Regions from separate parts of the Mus musculus genome. Here region 2 is linked to region 1. The links are chromatin contacts, called in public promoter capture Hi-C maps. All regions are on one chromosome and are shown on one strand. The core of a region is the stretch at or near the end of the contact, and the rest is flanking DNA. Distances in the headings are between cores, read along the strand shown.

Region 1 (6,694 bases), core at 1,378-3,877:
TGCCCCGACTCCGGCTCTGCTTCACACTCCCTCTCTTTACCGTTTGTCTCTTCCTTTCTTCCTCCTCCCCTCCCAGAAAAGGTTTTTCCACTTCACCATGGTGACTAAGGTACCCCCAACCCCACATGCCAGTAACCAGAGCTCCTCATATTAACAGTTCCTGTGCCTTTTGGCCCCTGACCGCTGACTCCCTCCATCCCTCTAACTTGTTCCAGGCCAGCGAGAAGAGCAAGAAGTGCCTGTTGAAAGAAGCGCACTTGTTGCCTTCCTCTCTGGCTAGGACAGCTGGTGTAGCCCCCAGGGCAGGGACAGTACAGATGGGAGCTACGGGGCGGCTGCGGGGAAGTGCAGACACTTGATTGGAGAGGGGCGATTGATAGAAGGTGACCTTGGAGGCTGAGCCAGCTCGCCATACGCAAATTGCCCTCTCTTGCCAGCCCTTAGACCTCACCTAACCCTGACCTATGCCCTCTGGGGTCTGGCCCACCATCCTACTGAAAGCCTTCTTCTGCCTCCTTTTGGCTTAGAGGAGAATCTGGTTCTCATTGGGACAGCCCTTGTGACAGATTCTTTTGTATTAACTTTGGAACTGAGGTATGCCCCTGTTGGAACTGAGAGGTATCCCCCTCTTGGGGTTGTGAGGGTTTAGAGAGCCTAGTACTGCCGTGTGTTAGAATGCAAACCTATGGACTCTTGGGGACCGGGGTCTGGCCTGTTTGAGACTCGGCCTTAAATTCAGGGCTACCTGGGGACTTTGAGGAGAAAGTGCAGATGAGTGAACAGAACGTTCTAGGCATGGAGTCTCATCTTAGCACTTCCTGTCTTGCCTTCCAGAGTCCGAATCCGGCCCTCACCTTCTGTGTGAAGACCCATGACCGGTTGTACTACATGGTGGCCCCGTCTGCAGAGGCCATGCGCATCTGGATGGATGTCATCGTCACGGGGGCCGAGGGCTACACTCAATTCATGAACTAACTACCCTGCACCTCCTGGGTTCCCCAGCTCAGCCCCAGGACTCCGTGCCCTGCCACCTGCCACTCTGCTTGTCCCTGGGGACAGTGGCACATTGGGCACGGGGCTGCAAAGGATCGGGATGTAGTTGAGTACCTCGGGGCTTTTGTGCAAGAAGACAAATTGTGTTATGAGGAGTTTGGTGCTTGGGAATTGAGCTCCAGTCCCTAAAGAGCCAGCAGAGAGGAAAGGAAGAGGGAGAGGCCTTGTCGGTCCTGGGAGTCCAGAAGTTCAGGTTCCCTCCTGGGTCCAGCAGGCTGAAGAGGCTGCTGAGCTGCGCTCTCGGCTCTGTCCCGGCACCCACCCACCCCAGCTTGTTTTCTCTTTGTAAAGGACAAACTATGGTACCAGAATCTGCCAAAGATCCCCTTCTCATCTCATCCCCTCTGCAGGGGCTGGGAGGGGTCCTGAGCAGAGCCACGTGCAGAGCTGGGGAGCGGCTCAGGCCCCAACCCCATCTGCCTCCTCCTCTTCTTCCTCTTCCTCCTCCTCCCACCTCCCACTTGTCACTACTCAGCTCAAGGACCAGAGACCTCAAGTGTCACTTTCGAGGTCCAGCCCCATCATCCTGTTACAAGCCCGTCATCCTTGTCTCCATGGTGACCGCTTCATCACCATGGTTACACACTAATTGCCATGGCCACTCTGTGGCTTTGCCCACTGCTTCTGGCTGTGGGCCACATGAGGGTACGTGCCATCATCTCTCCAACCCAGGCCTGGGGGCATGTCACATGGTGGGAGGAGATGGAATTCCTCCCGGCTGCAGTGTGTCTCCAGCCCCCAGCCCAGCCCCTCTCCCTTTTACTGTGCCTTGCTTAGAGCCAGAAGGGATGATGTCCTGGGATCCAAGACCAGAGGGACAGCATCACTGAGGGGAGAGGAAGCTGAGAGGTCTGCCCTCCCATTCTAACAGGACTAGTTCCCAGTGAGGAACAAGGGTAGCTCAGAGTGCCTGCAAAGAAGCCTGAGTTGGGGCTGGGGCGGGCAGAAGCAGAGGCCCTGAGCTGTGGTAATCTCCCTTCAGTTTCCCAAAGGTGATGGGAAAGGAGAACGGAGGATAAGTCTCCAGCTGGCTGGCCTCAGCCTTGCGCCTTAACACTAAGCCACCTTCCCTGCCCTCCCCAGCACTGGGCCCTTAGTTGCTGGGCCTGGTTGGGTGTTTTGCAGTATTTGTAAGCATTTCAGCAGAACAATAAAAGCATTTTGACTATGTACATGAGTGTGGAAGTCTGAGCTATATTTGGTACCCGATAGGATACTTTAGGTATCAGGATTCAGTTTCCGCCCTCGTGAAAATTACAACCTTGACCTCTTGGTCACTTCTTGGCTCAGAACACTGTGAAAATTACAGTCTTGACCTCTTGGTCACTTCTTGGCTCAGGACACTATGAGCAGGAAGGGGCGGGGTGGGGGTGGGGCTAGAAGGGAGGTAGAGCAAGGGTTTAATGAACCATGAGCTGGGGCCAGGGGAGAAAGCGCAGGCAGTGAGTCCATTCTTGTTCTTGTCACTGTAGCAGAAGACTGAGAAGAAGGGCAGCCACTAGGCAGTGGGGTCCCAGGGAAGCTAACTGGGTCCCTGAAGTCAACTGGTCACCATAGCGATCCAGAAGCATCAGGGCCAATCCGTTTGTCCAGCCAAATCCTTCCTGGAGAGAGGCCAGGACAGTAGGGCCAGATCACTGAGGCCCTCAAGCCCCGTTTGGGGGATCCCTTCTTCCCAGGGCTTCTGTCCCCAGGGGCACCAATGATTGCCATTCTGACTCTCTCCATAGGCCCACTTACTGGGACAGCAGATCCCAGGACTTGCCTGTAACTGGATCAGTTCACCCTAGCTTGCTCACCTGAACTTCATACTCCCCTCCTCCACCTGGATGTCCACCGTTGCTGATGTCATACTGGGGACAGACACAGGAGTTATAGATGGATACTGCCCCTAAGCCGGACCACCCTAGCTATAGAGTAACAGCCACTGAAGCAAAAGATGTGCCGAGCTGCTGCTCAGACCCCTGCAGTGCCCAAGAATGGCCACCAGGGGTCGCACTGTACCAGTTTGTTCCGTCTTAGGCCTGGCCAAGTCTGAAAGTCCCCATTTCAACCATGGAGTGAGACCCCCATGGCAGACATACCCCAGCCAGCTCACCTTCTCAAACATCGCTGACTTTTGGGAGTAGACTTTGAAGTTGGTTTTGATCCAATTCTGGGCCAGCTGGAAAGCCACCTCCTGAGTCCGGGGGGAAGCTGACTTGGCCAAACCTAGACCCCACCCCAGATAAGGCTTGAGTATTCAGAGACCCCATCCTGGGCAGGAAAGCTTTGGCCTTTGTCTCCCCAAGGCAAGAAGATCTAGGCCCTCAGATCTCCTTTCTGAACCTGTGGACCCCATGTTCTTAATCCCAGGCCTGGGGTTGGCGTGAAGGGGAGGAGGGAGGGTCTTCCAGACAAGTGAAATGGATCTATCAGCTGTCCCTTTCTTACCTCTAATGACCAGGTCCTGCAGTGGGGCCCAGGCATTGGGGAAGTCCCACTGCTGGCCTGTGTTACGAAGAGAGGTTGGGATTCCATATTGGTAGGTCAAGATCTTGCTGTCCTAGAAGGTTCCAGACATTGATGTGACTGTGAGCGATTGCTGAAGCAGGAGCCAAGGACTCAGCACCCTCAGGGAAGGCAGGTCTGTCCCTCCTTACCCTTCCCATCCTGCCTCACAGCCACTCCTAATGGCCTCAGTGAGACTTGCAGGGAAGGGAGGGTCCTGTCTCCAGGATGCCAGGCCGGCCCGCCTGCCCACTGTCCCCTCACCTCCAAGTACTTCAGAGCCTTGTCAGCAACACTAGGGTCTGAGAAGCAGCCAGCCCAAAGTGGGGAGAGGTTGGAGGGATAAAACTCCAGGTTCTTCTTCCCCTTTTCCAAGTCATAGTCAAACCAGGCACCCTTCTGCTCGTCCCACAGGACAGCTTCCATGGCGGCCAAGCGCTGGGCCCGCAGGTTCCTGTACTTTGTGGCCTCTGTGTCGTTCCCTGTGTGGTTCTGCCTTTAGTCTCAGCAGGAAGAGCACTGGGCACTGACTGCCTTTTGCTCCCTAGCTTTAGATGCCTTTATGTTGTCCCCTTCCATATGTGGTACCCATACAGACTAGGAATCCTAAGGATCAAAGACCATGATTCCCCAGTGCCCACTAGAATTCATGGCTCCTTGAACTAACATCCCTGCCCTGCTCCCTGGGACTTGCTGCTCCGTCTCCCGGGTCCACCATTCTGATGGCTCTTGCTCGGAGGAGGCTAATGAGAGCATCAGGGAATGGAGAGAGAGCTGATGTATGCACCGAGGTACCCTTCAAAAAGGACAGCAGTGTGAACGTGTGTGGTCCTATCATCCTCTCTCTCACTCTGTGTCTGTCTCCGTCTGTGTCTGTCTGTCTCTGTCTCTTGTCTCTCTCTATCTCTGTCTCTCTTCATGTCTCCATAGGAGTGAAGGCTTGAGCTGGCTGAGGAGACCTACCTCCAGTCCCATGGCCAGGCTGATGCAGGAGCCCACACTGGCCTGCCTCCTGACACAGGATGCTCACCTAGTCTGGAGTAGAAGTTACTCATCAGTTCCTCTGCTTGGCACAGGAACGCGTTCAGATCAGCGGGTACCATTTTGCTGGTTCGGATGCTGCTGAGCAAATCAGGGTCTGGGCCTCCAACAAGCCAGCGTGAAGAGAAGTCCCAGCCAGACTCAGCCCCAGCCTTGAGCTCAGCCCACAGAGTCTCTCGGTCCCCTGTGAGGACAAAACAGCAACCCCAGGCCGCAACTGACTTCAGGACAAAGCAGCCACAGATCAAAGCCAGACAGTCACAGAGGCTAAGCACCGCCACCCCGTCCGTCTGTCTGTCAGTCCTCCCTCCTCCTGTTCCTGCTTACCTTCTGGCACAGAGTTTGCCAATTCTGCGTCTTTCCTGTAGGACTCTGGCCTAGCCAAGAGAAGGACAACAGCCCAACATTGGGAGGTGCTAAGCCCCTCTGCCAGCCAGAAAGCTGGGTCATCTTGACTCAAAAGGTACCCTGACACCCGACACGCACAGGCTCTCAGGGTCTAAGTCACCCCTCCAGTTTGAGGTTGCAGAGATGCTCATGTCAGAGTGAGCTGATGGCAGGCCAGTTTCTCACCTGGGTCCCCCATAAGGGACATAGTAGCGATTTAAGACATAGCTTTGTCCTCCTGAGACTACAGAGACAGTCCTGTTCACAGTCCAGAAGTCCAGTTCAGAGGCTAGAGTCCCAATATTCTCCCTGGGTTGAAGCAAGCAACACCTCAGCCCGGGTACAAAGCCATTGCCCTTGGCCCTGGGAAGTCTCCAGCACTGGCAGGGTACCCACTGAAGGAAGGCGACATCCTTGGTATGAGCTACATATCGATCCATCATGAGAGTCAGGAGTGGGGGCTGGCTCCGTTGCAGGTAATATATGCGTCCACCGTTGGGGATATGTCCGTAGCTGCCAAGAGAGACTCTGTTTAGGTACCTCCTGGCCCAACAGCAAAGCAAAGGCAAGCCCAGCTCCCTGCCCAAGATCCCTTCTTACGTCTTCACCAGATCCAGAAAGTTTTGCAGCATACCCTTCACTGTTGAGGCCATCTCAGAAAGAAGCAGGCCTTCCATCACCCAGTACGAGTCCCTGAGAAGGAGCCAGCTCTCATCAGCTAGCTTGCACCCTCTGTCCAGCACTCCCATATTGGAGGGTGCTGGTCCTGGATTTTCCACACCTCTGCCAGCCTCCATGGGGCCCTAGCCTTTTAGACGTGGGTACTCACCAGTAGTAGAATTCAACAAAGCGCCCCCCGGGCACAATGAAGGGGTGCTTTGAGTAGATTAGGGAGGACCTCTCGGGGTAGCTGAGGACTTCTGCTTTCATCTGGAATCAGGGAAGAGGACCCAGGGCAGCCTAGCACCAGCCATGAGGGTAGAGGTTGCAGACAGTGGGAGCAGAGAGCCTGGCAGCCCTAGCTGGGGAGGCTGTGCCTCTTGTTCCTTTTGTTTTGCTGTGTGGTCAGGGTCTGATTCTAGGAGTCTTAGTATCCTCACCCTCCATATGCCAGCCTCCGGGCTCCTGGCTCAACTGGGTGGTGTGCTGAAGCCTGCACAGCATCAGGCAGGTGACCACTGGCAACATCCATTGTTGTGACCCAGATGAGGCCAATGCTATTCAAGGTTTCCCTTGATCTCTCCAAACCCCCTCCCAAACCCCACTCCACCCCCATGCCACTTGAAACCAAACTCAGAAGGTGGCGCACCCCGTCCCAGTGCCCCTCCCAGGATGATGGAACCCGTGGCCTTTCACCAGGGACAGTTGAGATCCGGAGCAGTGAGGACTGGCGTGGGGCCCCTCCCTTGGGTCCTTCAACCTGTTCCTGCCAGTTCCAAGTGTGTTAGTGGGGAGCTTAGCCTCCCTCAATCCTTGTGAGCGAGCAGTAGGATGGGGTCAGGTATGTTCCTACTGGAGTGGCTGGTCCTGAGCAGCCTTAGGGCAGATGGCCAGGTAGGAAAGCGTCCCACAGCACTGGGCTGAACACTGGCTGGCCACATGCAGCCCAAGTGACTGTCCTTGGGACTGTACCTGGCCCAGAAAGGACTGTACCTGGCTCAGGAAGGGAGAGAGGCAGAGGCCATGACTCCAGCCATGTCCTTCTTGGCTGCAGGCGGCAGCG
Region 2 (6,694 bases), core at 1,099-3,598, 260 kb before region 1:
TCTATTTCACTAGGCAGAAGGATATGGCCAAGGTAGGTCTCAAAGCATTGTATTCTCTTGGTGCTGGCATTTTAATAAGTTGATGCTTCCTGTCCTGAGGGCACTAGAACATTGCCTATAGAAAGCCAAGTGTGGTATTACACGCCTAGAATCCTAGCATTTGGGAAGTGGCAGATCAGTGTTATCCTCAGCTACACAGGGAAGTTGATGCCATTAGGCCAGGGCTGGTGAGCTGGTCCAGTGGGTAAAGGCCATAAAGTCTGAAGAGCTAAATTTGATCCCCAGAACCCATGTGGTGGAAGGAGAGGACCAACCCCTACATACAAGTTGTCTTCTGACCTCCACACTACACTCATGGTGTACGTATACACATACACACACACACACACACACACACACACACACACACACACTAAAGGAGTAGATAAATAAATAAATGTTTAAAAGTTTTCTGTAGTTTGAGGCCAGCCTGGATTCTACAAAACCTGGCCTTTAAAGGGGGTGGGGATTGTATAAGACTAAATTCTTTGAGACCCCTGCATCTTATCGCCTTTCTGTCATCATACAGTTGAGTAAATAGGATTTTCCTCCTGCAGGTGTTTTTAGAATACATTCAGCCCAAGGATCCCAGCAATGGGCAGATGTATCAGAAGACCTTGCTGGGAGTCATCCTGAATATCTCGTGCTTGTTAAAGACTCCGGGTGTGGTAGAGAACCATGGCTTCTTCCTGAATCCATCCCGTTCCAGTCCTCAGGAGATCAAAGTACAGGAGGCCAACATCCATCAGGTGGAACCGCCTCCCAGGGTGTCTGCCACAGCCCCTGCTTTGAGATGACCAAGGAGCCATGTAGGGATAAGGCTGCTTCATCCTGCCTAGGAAAGCTAATTAGTCTGGCTGGCGTTTGTCATAAGAACATAACAAAATTGCCCCCTGATTGAGGGTGTGGGGTGGCACATGCTTGTCATCCTAGCACTTAAGAAGTAAGAGTCAGGGGGTCATCCTGAGCTACATAGCCAGTACTAGGCAAACCTACACTATAGGAGAGAGGGTCTCAAAAATAATGGAAGGGGCGGGGGTGGGGGAGTGCACTTCTTTAATCCCAGCACTTGGGGGCAGAGGCAGGCGGATCTTTGAGTTCCAGGACAGCCAGGGCTACACAGAGAAACTCTGTCTCAAAAAAAAAAGGGGGGGGGGGCTTGCAGGGGGAGGCAGCAAAGAAATCAGCCTTGACACACACCTATTATAATCTCAGCAGACAGAGACAAAGGCAGGCTTAGTCTACATGGTGAGTTCCATGACATGTGGAAAAATCCTGTCTCAAAAAAAGAAAAGAACAGTGTCACTGTCTTCAGTCCTTCACTAAAAAGGGGATGATGGTTGGCGTGGGTGAGATCTGCCCAGTGTGACAGTGCTGCACACCCCTCAGTTCTTGCCCTTCTCGCCAAGACACTGTCGTCACTCAGCTCATAATCCTTATGACGAGAGCCATCTATCTTATAAATCTTCCCCTTCCTCCTCTTCATGCATAGGCCTCTTAACAGAATTTAGCAGTAGTCTGATGAAGAGGCATAGATGGCCAAACAGGGCACAGTTAAGTGTCCCGTTACTGTTAAGTCATCACGGTGCTGTCAAGCAGGTGTTTAGCAGACTACAACAGTGGCCAAACTAACTGCCCTTGGTGTGTGTTTGTTTCTTATAAAGAAGGATTTACTGGGCCCATGGAGCTGGCTCAGTGAGTAAAGATCTTATCATCCAGTCTGCTGCCTCGAGGCTGTTCCCCAGGGCCACACAGCAGAGAATCTGCTCCCATACGTGCTCATACATGCTTCCTAGTGTGTTACTCCCACATACAACTACACTGACACTGAATAAATGTAATATAAAAACTAAAAACACTTATTGACTATAGCCATGTCTATCTGTTCCATTTATGGCTCAGTATCATACTACAGTGGTAGAGGTGAGTAATGCTGTGACAACCATTTGAAAAATTGAGCCGAAGGATTTATCACCTAACACTGTACCAAAAATCCCTACTGTGAAACCTATTAAATCTGTGCAATATGGCAGCTGACCAGAAAAGGTCTCCTAAGTATCCAGTAATACATATAATATCTATGACGTGTAAATAAACATATATCAGAATCAGAAAATCAGGTACAAAAGGGGAAAAGGGAAAGGTTAAGATTAGCATTTATTTAAAAACCTGTATTTGCTGGGGCTTAGGAGTAAAAAAGAAAATACCAGGATTGTGAAATTGGAATGTTCTGTGGTTGTGTTTTCTGGCTAAACAGTTCATGGCTCAGTTCCATGAAAAGATCTACCAGATGCTGAAGAACTTGCTCCAGCTCTCTCCAGAAACCAAGCACTGTATCTTGTTCTGGCTTGGAAACTGTTTGCATGCAAATGCAGGCCGCACCAAGATCTGGGCCAATCAGATGCCCGAAATCTTCTTCCAAATGTATGCCTCGGATGCCTTCTTTCTGAATCTGGGTGCTGCCCTCCTGAAGCTGTGCCAGCCATTCTGCAAGCCCAGATCCTCCCGGCTCCTCACCTTTAACCCCACGTACTGTGTCCTCAAGGACTTGAATGATGAAGAACGAAAAATTAAAAGTGTGCATATGAGAGGTAGGTGGGGAACTGGGCTCTTCAAAACAGTGAGTGTGTCTCACCTCTGAAGCATTTGCTCCCTTGGCCTTTGAGAAAGTGCCCCTTGTTCAAAACAGATGAGAACAAGTTAAATAACATGGAATTTTGAAAAACAGCACCTGTTAGCTTTTAAATGTTAGGCCTTGTTGAGACCTTCCGTCTGATTCTGGCAACCTTGGATATTCATTTCCTCATCTTTTATAAAGTGCAGTCAGATACAGCTGCTATCCTTCTTGAACTCAGAGGTTCCAGAAGAGGGCAGACAGGTAGGTTATCAACATTTTCTGGACAACAGCAGTATGGTTGAACAACCAGTTCTGCAGAGCTGTCGTCTTCATGTCTCAACAGACAAGTCAGAGTTTACCAGGCAAAGGAGCAGGAGTGTAGAGACTAGCTGATGTAGAGGTGGCAGCCTGTGGAAGCAGCAGCACGCACTGACTTGACAGGCAGAGGCAGGTAGTCTTGGAGTTGGAGGCTATCTAGAAAAAAAAATCTATGGAAAGAATTGATTGAGGAATAGTGAGAAGTTCCTTGTAGTTAGAGCAAGGGACAGGATTGGGCTCTGAAGAGTGTGGGGTGGGAGGAAGAAAGCTGGCACCGGACTGGAGAAAACGTGAATATGGAGAAGTGAAAAGGAGTGGGCCCTGATCTGTCACTCAGAACAAATCTCTTGTTGGTTTTGACTGATTTCCTTCTAGGTTTGGGGGCATTTTTTTTAGCCTCTTATAAATTAACAAAACCAATATCTGCACAAAAATAATTTATCTTAAAACACTGAAAAGCAAAGAATAAGTTGAAATAGCCAAGTAATAGTAGCCCATGCCTTTAATCTCAGCCACCAAGACACAGAGACAGGTGAATCTTTGTGAGTTTGAGGCCTGGCTGGTTGACAGAGCAAGTTCCTTGAAAACCGGAGCTACACAGAGACTCTGTCTCGAAGGAAGGAAGGACGGACGGACGGACAGACAGAAAGAGGAAAATGTCCCATTGCCTATCACTTGGAAAGTATACAGTATTATCACTCAGTTTAGGTTTTTTGCTGATTTCATTGGTCCAGCAAAAGAGATTTAGCTGTTTCTGTAGATATCAGGAAGCCAGAAAGTGTTTTTAGACAAGGAAGTCATTGGAGATATGTTACAAGGAAGATATTGTAGAAATATGGAGGCTGAGGGAGAGTGGAGCCCAAGACCGATGTCTGTGGAGAGCAGTCCATCACCATTCCTTTTGCTTCTTCGAGGTTTGGACAAGGAGACCTGTCTGATCCCAGCTGTGCAGGAGCCAACGTTCCCCCAGAGCTACAACCTTGTGACGGAGAACCTGGCCCTGACAGAGTATACCTTGTACTTGGGATTTCACAGGTAACTCCTTTGATGTCTTGGAAAAGAATGGTCCCGTTAGTTGTGTTGACAGCTTGAAGGTGGGCAGTGAGTCTGAAGAGCCCTGTTAGGATGGCACAGGGAAGTCACATGCACTGGTTTAAATTTACCTGAGTCCACTTTGTACGGATTACTTACAGGGTTTTTTTTTTTTAAATCTCTCTTTAAAATTAACATTGTACTAATATTTTCTCCACATTTTGCCAACTTTTCAATCCCTGCCTTTTTGTTATTATCTAGGAAAATCTAATTACTGTCATTTTACATTTCACTCTTTACCATTGAGTTATTACTTCTGATGTCCAAAGAAAGACAAGAGACAAACTTTCATAAGTTGAGAGACTGGTGTAAGGGACTCCAGATAGACAATCCGAGCACATAAGAGCTGCGGACCTGAGAGGACTGCTTCTAAAGACAGGAAGGCTGAGAGCTTGTGTAGACGTTCCGGAAGCATCCATTTCTAGCAAACCAGCCATATGCCACTCCACAGTTTTTCCCTTTGTTGAGCAGAGAATGGTTTCCAGGATAAGGAGGAGAAATAACAACTCCTACATCTCATCTGTAGAAAGAGTATTATGAATACTGGGGTTTTTTTTTAATTGGTGGGAACAGGGCACCCATGCTCAGGTGTGATTTAGAAGCCAGAGATTGGGGTCAGGTGGCTTTCTCAGATGCTCCCCCACCGTATCTTTTGAGAGAGGATCTTTCACTGAACCTTGAGCTCACTGATTGAGCAAGACTCCAGGATCCTCCTGTTTCTGTGTCCCGGCATTAGGACCGCAGGGCACACCAGCACACTCGTGTTTACATGGGTGCTGGGGATCTAAACACAGGTCCCCTTGCTCGCATATGCAAGCAGTTTATCAGTTGAGCCATCGCCCCAGACCCAGGAATACTGATAGTTTTTTGTTTATTTGTTTGTTTGTTCTTTCGTTCAAGACAGGGTTTCTCTGTGTAGCTTTGGCTATCCTGGAACGCACTCTGTAGACCAGACTGCCTCTACCTCTTGAGTGCTGAGATTAACAGTGTAACAGTGTGTATCACATGCCTGGCCTGGAATACTGATTTTTTTAATGCATTCTCAGGATACTTAAATTAATGTAAGGTTTTGGGGTTTTTTGTTTTGTTTTTTCAACTCCTCCAGCAGAAAATTCATGGGGGAGGGGGATGAAAATGTCTTTATTAGACAGTGTTTCTGCCCTGTTGTTGACATTTTAAATGTCACAGAAGTTCAACATGTGCTTGATCTGCTCAACAATCTAAATTCAGATCTAGAAATGCCTGGCATCTAGTTTCCTACTGTCACCCTAGTAGCTGTCTGCAAGATCCAAGGAAGTGATTTAGGATTGTACATGTAGAACCAGTTGTCAGTAGCTTTTAGTTCTAGGTCTTCTTTTCAATATTAGAGTGAAATTTTGTGAAGAATAATTATCTTATTCTTCAGAAGGCTGGGCGATGCTCTTAGGTTGTGTGCCTGAATATGGCTGCTCTAGGTGTGGTTGTTAGAATCAAGTCTTTTTCACCTACATAGTTTTCTCACTGTGCAAAGATTATCCTCTGACCTCACCAATGTACTCTAAAGCTTGTACTGGGCTGCTCATACTCTGCATCATTAAAATGTCTGTTTTCCATAATAACCACACACTCTGCACCCTGCTCCTGTGAGAGGCCACTCACTCTGCATAATTAGCTTCAGATTTGTTGTGCATATGGTAACATTTTCTGAGAACAGTGCACCTTGCGTCTGACCAGCTGGTAACTTTTGTGAGTACCTTCTGTGTCATTGACCCTGCAACTTTCTACAAGTATAGAACACTATAAAAAACAAACAAGGATTTGCTTTTCAGTGTGGTCTATACTACACTGCCCCCACATGGGCCTCCCTGACCTAGTCTCTTCTGCTTTCTTGGGGGCAGGTTGCATGATCAGATGGTAAAAATCAACCAAAATCTGCATCGGCTGCAGGTTGCCTGGCGGGATGCTCAGCAGAGTTCTAGCCCTGCTGCTGACAATCTCCGTGAGCAGTTCGAACGCCTGATGACCATCTATCTCTCTACCAAGACTGCTATGACTGAACCCCAGATGCTGCAAAACTGTCTGAATTTGCAGGTGTCCATGGCTGTTCTGCTGGTTCAACTGGCCATAGGCAATGAGGGCTCCCAGCCAATAGAACTAAGTTTCCCTTTGCCAGATGGCTACAGCTCTTTGGCTTATGTGCCAGGTAAGCAGCCTGTCCCTTGGAAACAACCTATTAATAGCCACCTAAGTTTAACTGGGTCACCTTGGAAGCTTAATCCTCAAAATAGCCTTCCTTAGTTATCATTTCATTGTTTTTAGAGAAGCTACTCAAACTTACAAGAATCTCCTGGCCAAATCATGGGGCCCCAGTAGTTGCTTCTCCAGCTTTGTGTCCCTGATAGTGGGACTGTCAGAAAACAGCCTGCCAGAGATGAACTGCAGTCAGGGTTTTCACAGCTCTTAGTGTCTGTCGTTAATATTGTTTGACTTTCAAAGATTCAACTGCCTGTCTAACCCTCCCTGAGGGTTTTTGGGGTTTTTTGTTTTGTTTTGTTTTTTTAGGAAAAAAAAAATCCCCTCTTACTAACTCAGAAGGGAAATTGTGTGTATGTATGTCAGTAAGGGGTCAGTAAATGTTGTTCACTAATC

The links. Capture Hi-C pulls out chosen DNA fragments and counts their contacts.
Region 2: a promoter capture Hi-C map of adipose tissue shows a contact between it and region 1. The contact joins two enhancer-like sites. A contact is called at or near these places in 9 of 39 promoter capture datasets (the 3T3-L1 cell line, the C10 cell line, HPC-7-derived erythroid cells and 5 more), 3 of 484 Hi-C or Micro-C datasets (Th1 cells, group 2 innate lymphoid cells and nephron progenitors) and 2 of 9 other capture datasets (adipose tissue and macrophages).

Annotation. Positions count from the first base shown.
Region 1 is chr9:44,681,839-44,688,532 of GRCm38.p6, reverse strand. Treh (trehalase (brush-border membrane glycoprotein)) reads right to left here. Exons shown (of 15, transcript NM_021481.3): 5 at 5,801-5,901; 6 at 5,572-5,664; 7 at 5,368-5,484; 8 at 5,158-5,280; 9 at 4,912-4,961; 10 at 4,574-4,768; 11 at 3,808-4,025; 12 at 3,487-3,598; 13 at 3,152-3,264; 14 at 2,853-2,906; 15 at 2,228-2,657. The coding sequence ends at 2,517. It overlaps Phldb1 (pleckstrin homology like domain, family B, member 1), which reads left to right. Exons shown (of 22, transcript NM_153537.4): 22 at 835-2,225. The coding sequence ends at 975. Among named protein-coding and RNA genes, the nearest start is that of Treh, 12 kb to the right of the region's middle. Within about 2 kb of position 2,627, at least 48 of the 459 cell types and tissues checked have an H3K27ac peak or open chromatin away from gene starts, as enhancers often do. A contact at or near this core is called in adipose tissue, where this site is marked.
Region 2 is chr9:44,942,120-44,948,813 of GRCm38.p6, reverse strand. It overlaps Ube4a (ubiquitination factor E4A), which reads left to right. Exons shown (of 21, transcript NM_001346698.1): 8 at 1-32; 9 at 597-788; 10 at 2,297-2,630; 11 at 3,889-4,009; 12 at 5,944-6,248. Among named protein-coding and RNA genes, the nearest start is that of Ube4a, 20 kb to the left of the region's middle. Within about 2 kb of position 2,348, at least 17 of the 459 cell types and tissues checked have an H3K27ac peak or open chromatin away from gene starts, as enhancers often do. A contact at or near this core is called in adipose tissue, where this site is marked.